Regions from separate parts of the Oryzias latipes genome. Here region 2 is linked to region 1. A link is a contact called in public Hi-C data. All regions are on one chromosome and are shown on one strand. The core of a region is the stretch at or near the end of the contact, and the rest is flanking DNA. Distances in the headings are between cores, read along the strand shown.

Region 1 (4,927 bases), core at 403-2,902:
AAAAGACAAATGGAAAAGAGTTATAATCAACTGAACAAAGAGAAAGTTGTAGTTTTTCAGAAGCTTATTTGATGACAGCTTTTCTGCACCACAAGATCCAGCAGCTGTGAGGGTCAGAGTCACTGCAACACAGCAGGAAAAACTGCCCCTCAGTGAAATCCATCAACATATCTGTTAGCGTTAAAAGTCACGGAGAGCATTTCCTCCTGCTGAAGAGAAGAGGAGCCATGTGGTTTGTGAAGGAGCTAAGCAGGAGAGATTTCAGCTGATGGTGCAGATTTTTTTTTTTTTAAGGAGTCTGGCTGCTTTCCATCTGGAAACTGGAGCTGCAGGACTGAACTGTCGGACCTTCAGTCCAGACTAGAACCCACAGATCAACGTCAGACTGAAGATCAGCTGATCCATATCATGCTAAATCTGTTTTTTTTTTCCTGGGAAATGTTTTTAAATAAAACTGCACCTTTTTGAACTTTCACACGATGCACCTTTTCCAAAACAGCGTAAGAAACGTTTTAGTTTGATGCAAACCTCCAGTCCACACCCATTCCCTCCTCAGGCATTGCTTCTGTTGGGAAAACAGTGGAGGCGCTCCTCTGATCGGAGCTGGCTGGGTGACTCCTGCAGCGCCTGGGGGGAGTCTGTGTGGGAGAGTTCAGTCGCAGACAAGCTCTGGTCTGCCCAGACGCTCCTCTCCGACTGCACTACTGTCGACGTGGTGCTGCTGAAGGAGCTGTGGTGATGTACGTCAGAGCTGCGAAGGCGTGCAGTGTACCTACTGATGTTGATGGACAGAAAGGATTCCTCCAAATGTACCGCCAAAACATCAGAAACGTTACCGGCACTGTGATGGAACAAAAAGGGCCGTCTTTGGCAAACCTTGTAGAAAAGACCACCTTTTTCCTGCACAAACACGAGTTTTTAGACAATTTCTTAAAATGGAAATGTTTTTCTCAGAGTTCAGCTCAAAATGAGCAAAAAACTTGTAATTGTAAATAAATAAATGAATCTCCAAATCATCAAATCTGAGGATAAATGGCAGAGATCAATTATTTTATTTAAACTTAAAGTAGGTTTTATTGATATGTGTCATTTACATACATTTCGGAAGGCAATTATATTATTATTTTTATTATTAGAGGAACTTTATTATACTTTAGTAGTATTTTATCGTGGACTTTTAGGTTTTATTTTAAGTTTTTGTTTTGTTTTTATCTTTTCAGCCGTAATTCTTTTTTTTGTTGCTACAAATTGCAGTAAAACATTGCAAACTGCTGCAAATTTGTACTTTTATTAGTACTTTCATATTTAAAAAAATATATTTGAACCATATAAATTCTATAGTCATTATTTTGTAACACAAAATACAGTTGTATCATCAGCAAATGATAGAAAACAAACAAAAAAATACTGAAATGAATTGAAATGATATTTCAAATTATGAAATATCATGAAATATGAAATTATGAAATGTATTTTAAACTTTAATGTCAGTGGTGTTTTATCAAAGACATAGAATATTAAGTGTTTTATTTTATCTTTTGTTCATTGTTTATTAAAATTAAACATGAAAAGCATAAAATAAATAACGACAAATAATATACACAAAACATTTATAACTAAGTCCTAAAAAAAACCAAAAAACAAAAAACAAAAGAAACTTTAGAGCTTCGGCTTTATCCGGAAGTGCTCGTGTGTTTTCGCCATCACCTCCGCGAGGGCAGAGCGAGCAGAGAGCCGCACGCAGCGCTCCGGAGCAGCGCCACTCATCTGAGCGGAACACGTTCACACCTGGTCTGACAGAGGAGGGCAGTTCGACGGCAGAAGCGGCGCCTCTCAGGTGAGTCTCCGTCACAGCCTCGCTGCTCCGTCCTCCACTGTAAAGTCCGGTAGTTTGGGCAAATTTAAATAAAAGAAGAAGAAGAAGAAGAGGCCAGAGTAACTTTGCGAGGAAAGTCAGGTGTGTGTGTCTGTTTAAAAAAACAAAAAACTCCTGCGCGGAATCAAATAGGGCGTCTCGGTTTGGAAAAACGAGCAATTAAAAAAACAAAAAAGAGGTGTTGACTTTATTTTCTTGTACCTGTCAGCAGCTCCTGGGTTAATCACTTAAGGAATGCGGCGCCATTAGGACGGGGGCCGAAAGCGGAACACTTTAGTCAACTTTGACTCAACTTTCACCAACTTGTGAGGAGAGAAAAAGCCCGGGGGTGATGGCCACGGGCGGGTTTAAGCCAAACGCCACCACCGACTTTCTGGAGGAGTGGAAGGCAAAGCGGGAGAAAATGCGGGCCAAAATGTTGGGGGACATCGCCGCGGCCACCGGCGCCAACAACAGCCGCCACGCTTCTCCCGCCGGCGACAGCCCGGAGCGGGGCGCCTCCGCCGGGAACTGCCACCCCTCCCCTTGCGCGGTGGTTCGGTCCTCCTCCGGCGGCGCTTTGAGGAGAGCGGAGGAGGAAGCGGCGCACCACCCCGTCTCGCCGGAGAGCAGCCCGAGGAAGGCCACGCCTCAGGCGGACAAGGCTCCCTGCGCGTCCCCGGACTCCAGCCCCATGGCGTGCAACGACGCCGACAAGGAGAGTCCATCACCCGGCAAGGGCAAGGAGAAGAAGAGCTCCGGCCCCAGCGCCAGGAAGGGCAAGGGGCAGATCGAGAAGAGGAAGCTGAGGGAAAAGAGGAGATCAACAGGTGTTGTCAGCATACCGTCCAATGAGGTGAGTCCGTCCGTCCGCCCGGGGCTCCATCCACGGGATGAGGGCAGATAAATGTAGTCTGACATTTTTCAGATCACTATACCCGATCACTAAAGTGGACCTGATCCGATTCCAGTTTGATACCAAGTCCCGATCCAAAACTTAACACATTCAATAATGAACAAATTAAATAAACGGGTCCAGGTTGTGCCCTACTTTACATTTAATTGACCTTAAGTTATAAGTTATGCTTCATTGTGGCCTTTTTAGCCAAAAGTAAAAAAAACAACAACTTGTCATTTCACTTTCTAGGACATAGTTTCTGCAGAGGGGCAGTCTTTAATTAGAAACTTACCTCAGAGTTGTGGGTTTGTGAGACTGTATGTTTGGAGTAAGCCCACCCCCTTTTCCCATCATCCAACGGTTTACTCTCTCTCTCCCGCTAGCTTACTGCCCTTCACGCCACCGAGCTAACATTACAGGCGCAACAAAAACGGCGAGCAATATCGGAGCCCTCCGGCCGTACAGTTGAGATCCAGATTCAGATGTGTGACGAGAAGTGGGGCGGGCTTACGCTGTGCCAATAGCCCCGCCCACAACTTGGAGTCGGATTTCTTATGAGCTCCTGCCGCTCTGCAGAAACTATGTCCTAGAAAACCACACGCTGGGAACGCTTTTACAATAGATCAAAGGATGATCAGAGTGGGACTTTGAAGACAAACCAGTAGAGACACTCACTGTCAACTTTAAATGTTTCTTGAAAGATTTTGAGCCTGGTAGTCAAATTCTGTGAATTTCTTGCCGACTTCGCTGAACTGTTTTTCTGTGCACCTCCTGCTCAAACAAGTGTCGTATTCTGCTGCGTTTTAATGCAATAAAGTGATCCGTTCATGATATGAAGACTTCTACCAAGGCATTTATGTGAAATAATAAGTTAGAAATATGAAACTACATGATCTGGCCTGATCTCCGATTGTAGTTGGATTGGGACTTCCTTAGTTTTAGGGGCGCCAAAAGACTTTTTCTTTGTTTTATAGAGTTGGAAAAGGATTTAACCTTCTTCTTTTTCTAAATACTTTCTAAAAGTAATCACATTTGGAGAACTTGTTCCCTCAGAAACCTCCAAAATTCCTCTCATGCATGTTAATCCACCATCAAGAGAAAGAAACGAAAAGCAGCTCTTGCAGGGAGGAGGGGGTGGGGGTGGGGGGGGGGGGTAAGGTGGAGGTCATTGTTTTTTTAATTTGAATGGTGTACCACTCCTGCCTGGTTCCTTTCGTCTCACACGTGTGGTTCTGTGTGGCCCTACCCTTGGATAAAGTCTCAACCACCTCGTCCTTGGTAGCCTCCCAGGGTTCTGTGCTCCCAGGAGTTGGAGCTGTTGTCGGTCGCTGCTCCACATCCTGTCATTAGGTGCTCAGCAGGGCCGTTTGAAAGCCAGCCAGGCGGTAATGCCGGGCTTCTGCTCTGCCAGATTTGTCTGATGGAGCCCATAAGGGAGCCGGTTGGTGAACAAGCTGTTATTTCAGGGTCTAATCTGACGAGGTGGGGAGGTTTTTTTTTTTCTTTTTCTTTCCTTTCGTCAATTTTTCAGTCTTTGAAATTGAAACCTGGGCTGCATTTGTCCCTCAGGCCGGACTTTGGACACGCCTGACCTAAAGGACACACGCCTTTCTTTCTCTGACATACACCCTAACAGAGTTCTGCTTACAAACAATACATTTTTAACCCTTGTGCTATCTTGTGGGGTCACAATGACCCCACATCGACGTGTTCTCCCTACATGATAAAGGTGGAAAGATTTTTTGTAATCCATGGACACCAGTGAAGATCACAAATCATTGAAGAAAAAAAGTTCAGCGCACTGTCTAGTGGGTCTAGATGACCCAACTCCCAATGTTAAAGTGCTTAGGATAGCACAAAGGTTAAAGGAAAATATTTTAGTCTTTTGCCAAGCATTTTCTCTTTCACCTTTCAGAATTCAACAATTTGCACACTCATCAGAAATTTCGCCATTCTGGTTAAACGTATTACCGATCAAAAAGAGGAATCATTTGTTGCCATAGCAACAGGAGATGTTTCGTCTTCCGGGCTTCACCTCCAACCGGGTTATGATTGTAGCCACTTCCTAACACAACACCCATGCAATACTTTATTGTTGGGGTGGGGGTGTAGTTCTTTTTGTGAGGAGACTCTTCCTTATCGATGGACGTGCTCCATTGTTTTGGAAAACATCC
Region 2 (4,601 bases), core at 630-3,129, 310 kb after region 1:
GGCTTCATTAATCGTACACATGTTGACATGCATGATGCTGCAGGGCTGTTATCAACATGCTGCATGATGTACGGATAATTTGCTGTCGACATAAATGTACATTTTATTTTGCTAAACCTGTATACAGCATACTAGGCTATTATAGAAATATAGATTTATACATTTCTGACTCAGTGACTGAACTTTTCTTGCAGGTTTCCAAAGGATTCAGACTTAAGGAAAAAGTGGATCTTAGCTATAAAAAGAGCTAATCCAGATGGATCACTGTGGTACCAACTAGCAATACAGTCTGGATATGTTCAGAACATTTTGTGGAAACACATTTTGATAAGAGGCCAGACTGTTTGCTTGAAACCCGACACCATACCATCTGTGTTACACAAATTGATCACTAACATGAATCAGTATAAATCTATTGTTCTTTTTGTTGTTGTTGTTTTTTTTAGGATAAATCTATTGTTTACTTTTGTACTTCTTTTGAATATTTATTTTATTATTATTATTATTATTATTATTATTATTATTATTATTATTATTATTATTATTATTATTATTATTATTATTATTAATAGACTTATTTTTTATTGTTTATTTACTTATTATTTATGTATTGTTATTATTTATTGTTTGCATTGACTTACTATTGATTTATTATTATTATTACTATTACTATTATAATTATTATTAGCGGCTGAGTAGCTCGGTTGGTAAGGTGAGCAGCTACCATGCAGGAATCCAGGGTTCGATTCCCGGAGGGGAAGAAACAATGGTACTGGGGGCAATTACCATATCAATGACAAGCAGTTAACATCACTCAGTAAGGGTCCTTAGGCAAGGCCCTTAAAGCTACCGCCTCCCGAGCGCAGCTCAGTTGCAGCTCACTGCTCCCCCAGGGGATGGGCCAAATGCAGAGAAGAATTTCCCCATTGAGGGATAAATAAAGTATACAAAAAAAAAATTATTAATATTATAATTAATAGACTTGTTTTTATTATTATTTGACTTATTATTTATTTATTGTTATTATTTATTGTTTGTATTGATTCACTATTGATTTATTATTATTTGTATATTATTGACTTATTGTTGGGTTTTTCTAAATAATTTAAATTACATGTCAAAGAGGTCTAGAACTTCTAAATGTTTAGAAATTATTTTTAAAAATTCTTTGTAATAATTTTTTTATTTGTAACCCTGCAACAATGCATTTTCATTAAAGTTTGAGCTTTTAAGGTTGATTGTTTCTCTTCTTTAACAACAAATGATGTATCTATATATATATTATATATATAAATATAATGTATTTACATATATGTATAAATATATATATAAATTTAAAAATATATATAGTATATAAAAGCTACTTAGACACCTCTAAAAGCAATAGAAATCATTGTCATGTGGGCGTCGTCGACCTCACCAAGATGGCGTCGCGCTCCGCCACCGTCGGCTAGGCTTCTAAAACGGGCGTGTCTCCTCTAGTGATATAAGTCATTGCTCCTGACATGTTCACTTTAACTGAAAAATTGGATTCAATTTAGCGGAAGTGACGTGAATCGGTTCCAAGACGGTACCGGAAGTTTAGAAATTCTGAGTCCTACACAAAAACATTATGCCGATAAAGATAGCTATTTTTGTTAAGTGCTTTTTAGTTTACTTTTTAAATAATATATTTAAGGTTTAAGTTTAAATTCGCCTAATTAAAGAAATGTTGAATAATATCGTGCTTAGCCTTTATTTGTTAGGAACATCCCTTTTATTTTAACGTAATATTATTATTATTATTTTTACTTCAAGGTTATTTTTTGTTTGTTTTCGGTTATTGAAAGTTTAAAATAGAAACCAATGTTTGTGGTGACAGTAGTTTAAATATTCATTTTATTTTGCAAGTCTTTTGACCGGAGTTGGACCGGAAGCTGGGCAGTCCTGACCGACAGCCCCCCGTCAGTTCACGGTAACTCCTCCGTCCTCTAACAGCGCAAACGGACTCAAAATGCTCTCCTACATCTTCGGCGTGAGTATCCCTCATTTAAAGCGGTTTAAGTCGTGTTTTTCCTCGGCTTGCGCATGCGCGCTCCCCCATGCTAATGCGGTCGCTCGTGCTGTTTTCCTGAGCAAAATTGTGAGGGCCTGTCTGTCTACAGGAAGGAGTGACGCATTTCTCCCAAACAAACACAAACCATTTAGGGAAACCGCGCCCGCCGTTCTCCCTCATGCAGCTGCTAACGCTAACTGATGAGTCATTCCTCCGTTTTCATGACTCAGCTCATCCGAGGCGGCCTGGACAGCGTCATCAACCTCATCTTCAGACTCTTCTTCTCCAAGAGGAGACCCGCCATCACCTTGGAGGACCCCAACATCAAATACGCGCTGCGCCTCATAGATAAGGAGGTGCGTTGGAATGAGTCTTTGAACGCAGCTGGTGCGTTCAGGGGCTCCTTTGAAACTGTTTGTTCTGCAGATCGTGAGTCACGACACCAGGAGGTTCCGTTTTGCGCTGCCCTCCCCGGAGCACGTCCTGGGCCTCCCTGTAGGTGGGTATGACCTCCGACCTCCAGGCGGCCGGAGCTGCAGCTTCACTCACGAGCGCTCTCCCCTGCAGGACAGCACATCTACCTGTCTGCAAAGATCGACGGGAAGCTGGTGGTCCGGCCGTACACCCCCGTGTCCAGCGACGACGACAAAGGTTCAGTCGACCTGGTGGTGAAGGTGAGGAGCCCAACAGTCCTGCTTTTCACCGACGTCCCCGCTTTTGACACGCCTCTGTGTCTGCAGGTTTACTTCAAAGGCATCAACCCAAAGTTTCCGGAAGGAGGGAAGATGAGTCAGTACCTGGAGAGCCTCAAGATCAACGACACCATCGACTTCAGAGGCCCCAGCGGGCTCCTGGTCTACAGGGGCAGAGGTGAGCGGCACGACGAAGACGCCGCGCCCCACGGTGAGGCTGTTGTTGAGCTCTGCTCGCTCCTTTTCAGGGGTTTTTGACGTCCAGCCGGAAAAAAAGTCCCCGGCCGTGAAGAAGACGGCCAAACATGTGGGCATGATCGCTGGAGGAACAGGTGAGGAACGGCGTTCTGCGGGTCCCAGGATGTTCTGCAGGGCCCAGTTCTCCAGTCATGTGCTAAACTCACTGAAGGTCACTAAACTCATAAAGTTTAAGTAAATGGAGGAACAAAAATGGACAAGATTTTTAAATAAGAAAATAATAAAAGAAGTTTGGGAACCCCCCCCCCCCTCTCTGTTAATAGCTTGTGCTATCTTAGATGACCCCACCCACATTGACGTGTTCCCCCTACCATGACAAAGGTGGATAAAGGTGACGAGTATTTCATGTAATCCATGGACACCAGTGAAGATCACAAATCATTGAAGAAAAAAGGTTCAGAGCACTGTCCAGTGGGTCTAGATGACCCAACCCCCAACGTTACAGTGCCTAGGATAGTACAAGGGTTACAAGTCCACATTCTGTAGCCTCTGATTAGATCATTGGTGCTCAAACCTCCTTCCTCTGCAAACAAAAACACCTCAAACTGCTCCCATCTGGAACTCCAGCCTCCAATCATGATATATTATAGTCTGTGACTGTATACGAGAACTGGACTGAGGGACATCCAGAGAAAATCACTTCCTTCACATTTCAACCAAATAAATTCCATTCACTCGCCATTTTTTCGCAATACAACTGTTGCCATGTTGGAACCAGAAACAGTCAGTGGGCAGCGATTTGTCCGAGTCGACGTATCTATGGCAACCACTCCAATCAGGATTGAACTTGTTGAAAAGGCACACCCCTTTTTACTGAATGCGGGATTGGGAGTCTGTCAAACGTTTTAAGCGTTGGACCGCCTACTTTTATAGGGACATCTGATTGGTCAGTTTATAATTTGAAATACAGAAAAAAAATAGGATTATCAAGAACTTGTTAAAAAAGATTTCAAATCAAGGATGATTATTCTGACCAATTCCTATTGAGTAGCAGCTGTTTATTTCTTTATTGAAGTCTATGGGGATTTTGGCCTCTTGGAGCCAGCGGGTACTTCCTGTTTGGAACGGCAGGGGGGAGGAGTCACCATTCCAGTTCTCATGTGTCCATAGGTGCACCTCAGGGCTCTGTCCTGGGGTTTTTCTTTTTAAGCAATCCTTTAGGCCAGGGGTGCTCACACTTTTTTGGCATGTGAGCTACTTTTGAATCGACAATGTCTTGAAGATCTACCTATAAAATATATATATATATATATATATAAAAAATACTATTAGTAAATGTTAGTTATGTTTATTAGTAACATTATTGTTTATGTACTGATGATTAAAAACTACACAGTAAGATTACACAAATATACTTTTGTATTAACAGATGAGGCGTTTTATTACAAAGACAGAAAGCAGCAACCATCGTATGTCATGCTCTGCTGTAAACCGTGCAATGGGGGGAGCATCATGGCATTTCAAAGGCGCTGATGGTTCCGTACGAAGCCCGTTCCTCGGACGCTTCCTTATGAGCTCGCATTTATCAGGCGAGAACTGCAGAGCTGATAGCAGGAGGAGACACGCGAGGCGGCTTCAATAAACACTCCGCTTGAGCGGAGCCGTCTTCTGCCGGG

The links. A called contact is a pair of places that touch in the nucleus more often than the background predicts.
Region 2: a contact with region 1 is called in a Hi-C map of gastrula embryo, with 2.7 times the contacts expected there. The contact joins the promoter of LOC101175543 here to the promoter of pawr in region 1. A contact is called at or near these places in 5 of 5 Hi-C or Micro-C datasets (embryo, fibroblasts and gastrula embryo).

The regions. Positions count from the first base shown.
Region 1 is chr23:19,318,064-19,322,990 of ASM223467v1, forward strand. It overlaps pawr (PRKC apoptosis WT1 regulator protein), which reads left to right and starts at 1,653. Exons shown (of 7, transcript XM_023952338.1): 1 at 1,653-1,837; 2 at 2,085-2,711. The coding sequence starts at 2,208.
Region 2 is chr23:19,625,622-19,630,222 of ASM223467v1, forward strand. It overlaps LOC101175543 (NADH-cytochrome b5 reductase 3-like), which reads left to right and starts at 1,880. Exons shown (of 9, transcript XM_023952551.1): 1 at 1,880-2,014; 2 at 2,266-2,391; 3 at 2,462-2,534; 4 at 2,603-2,709; 5 at 2,776-2,905; 6 at 2,976-3,059. The coding sequence starts at 1,994.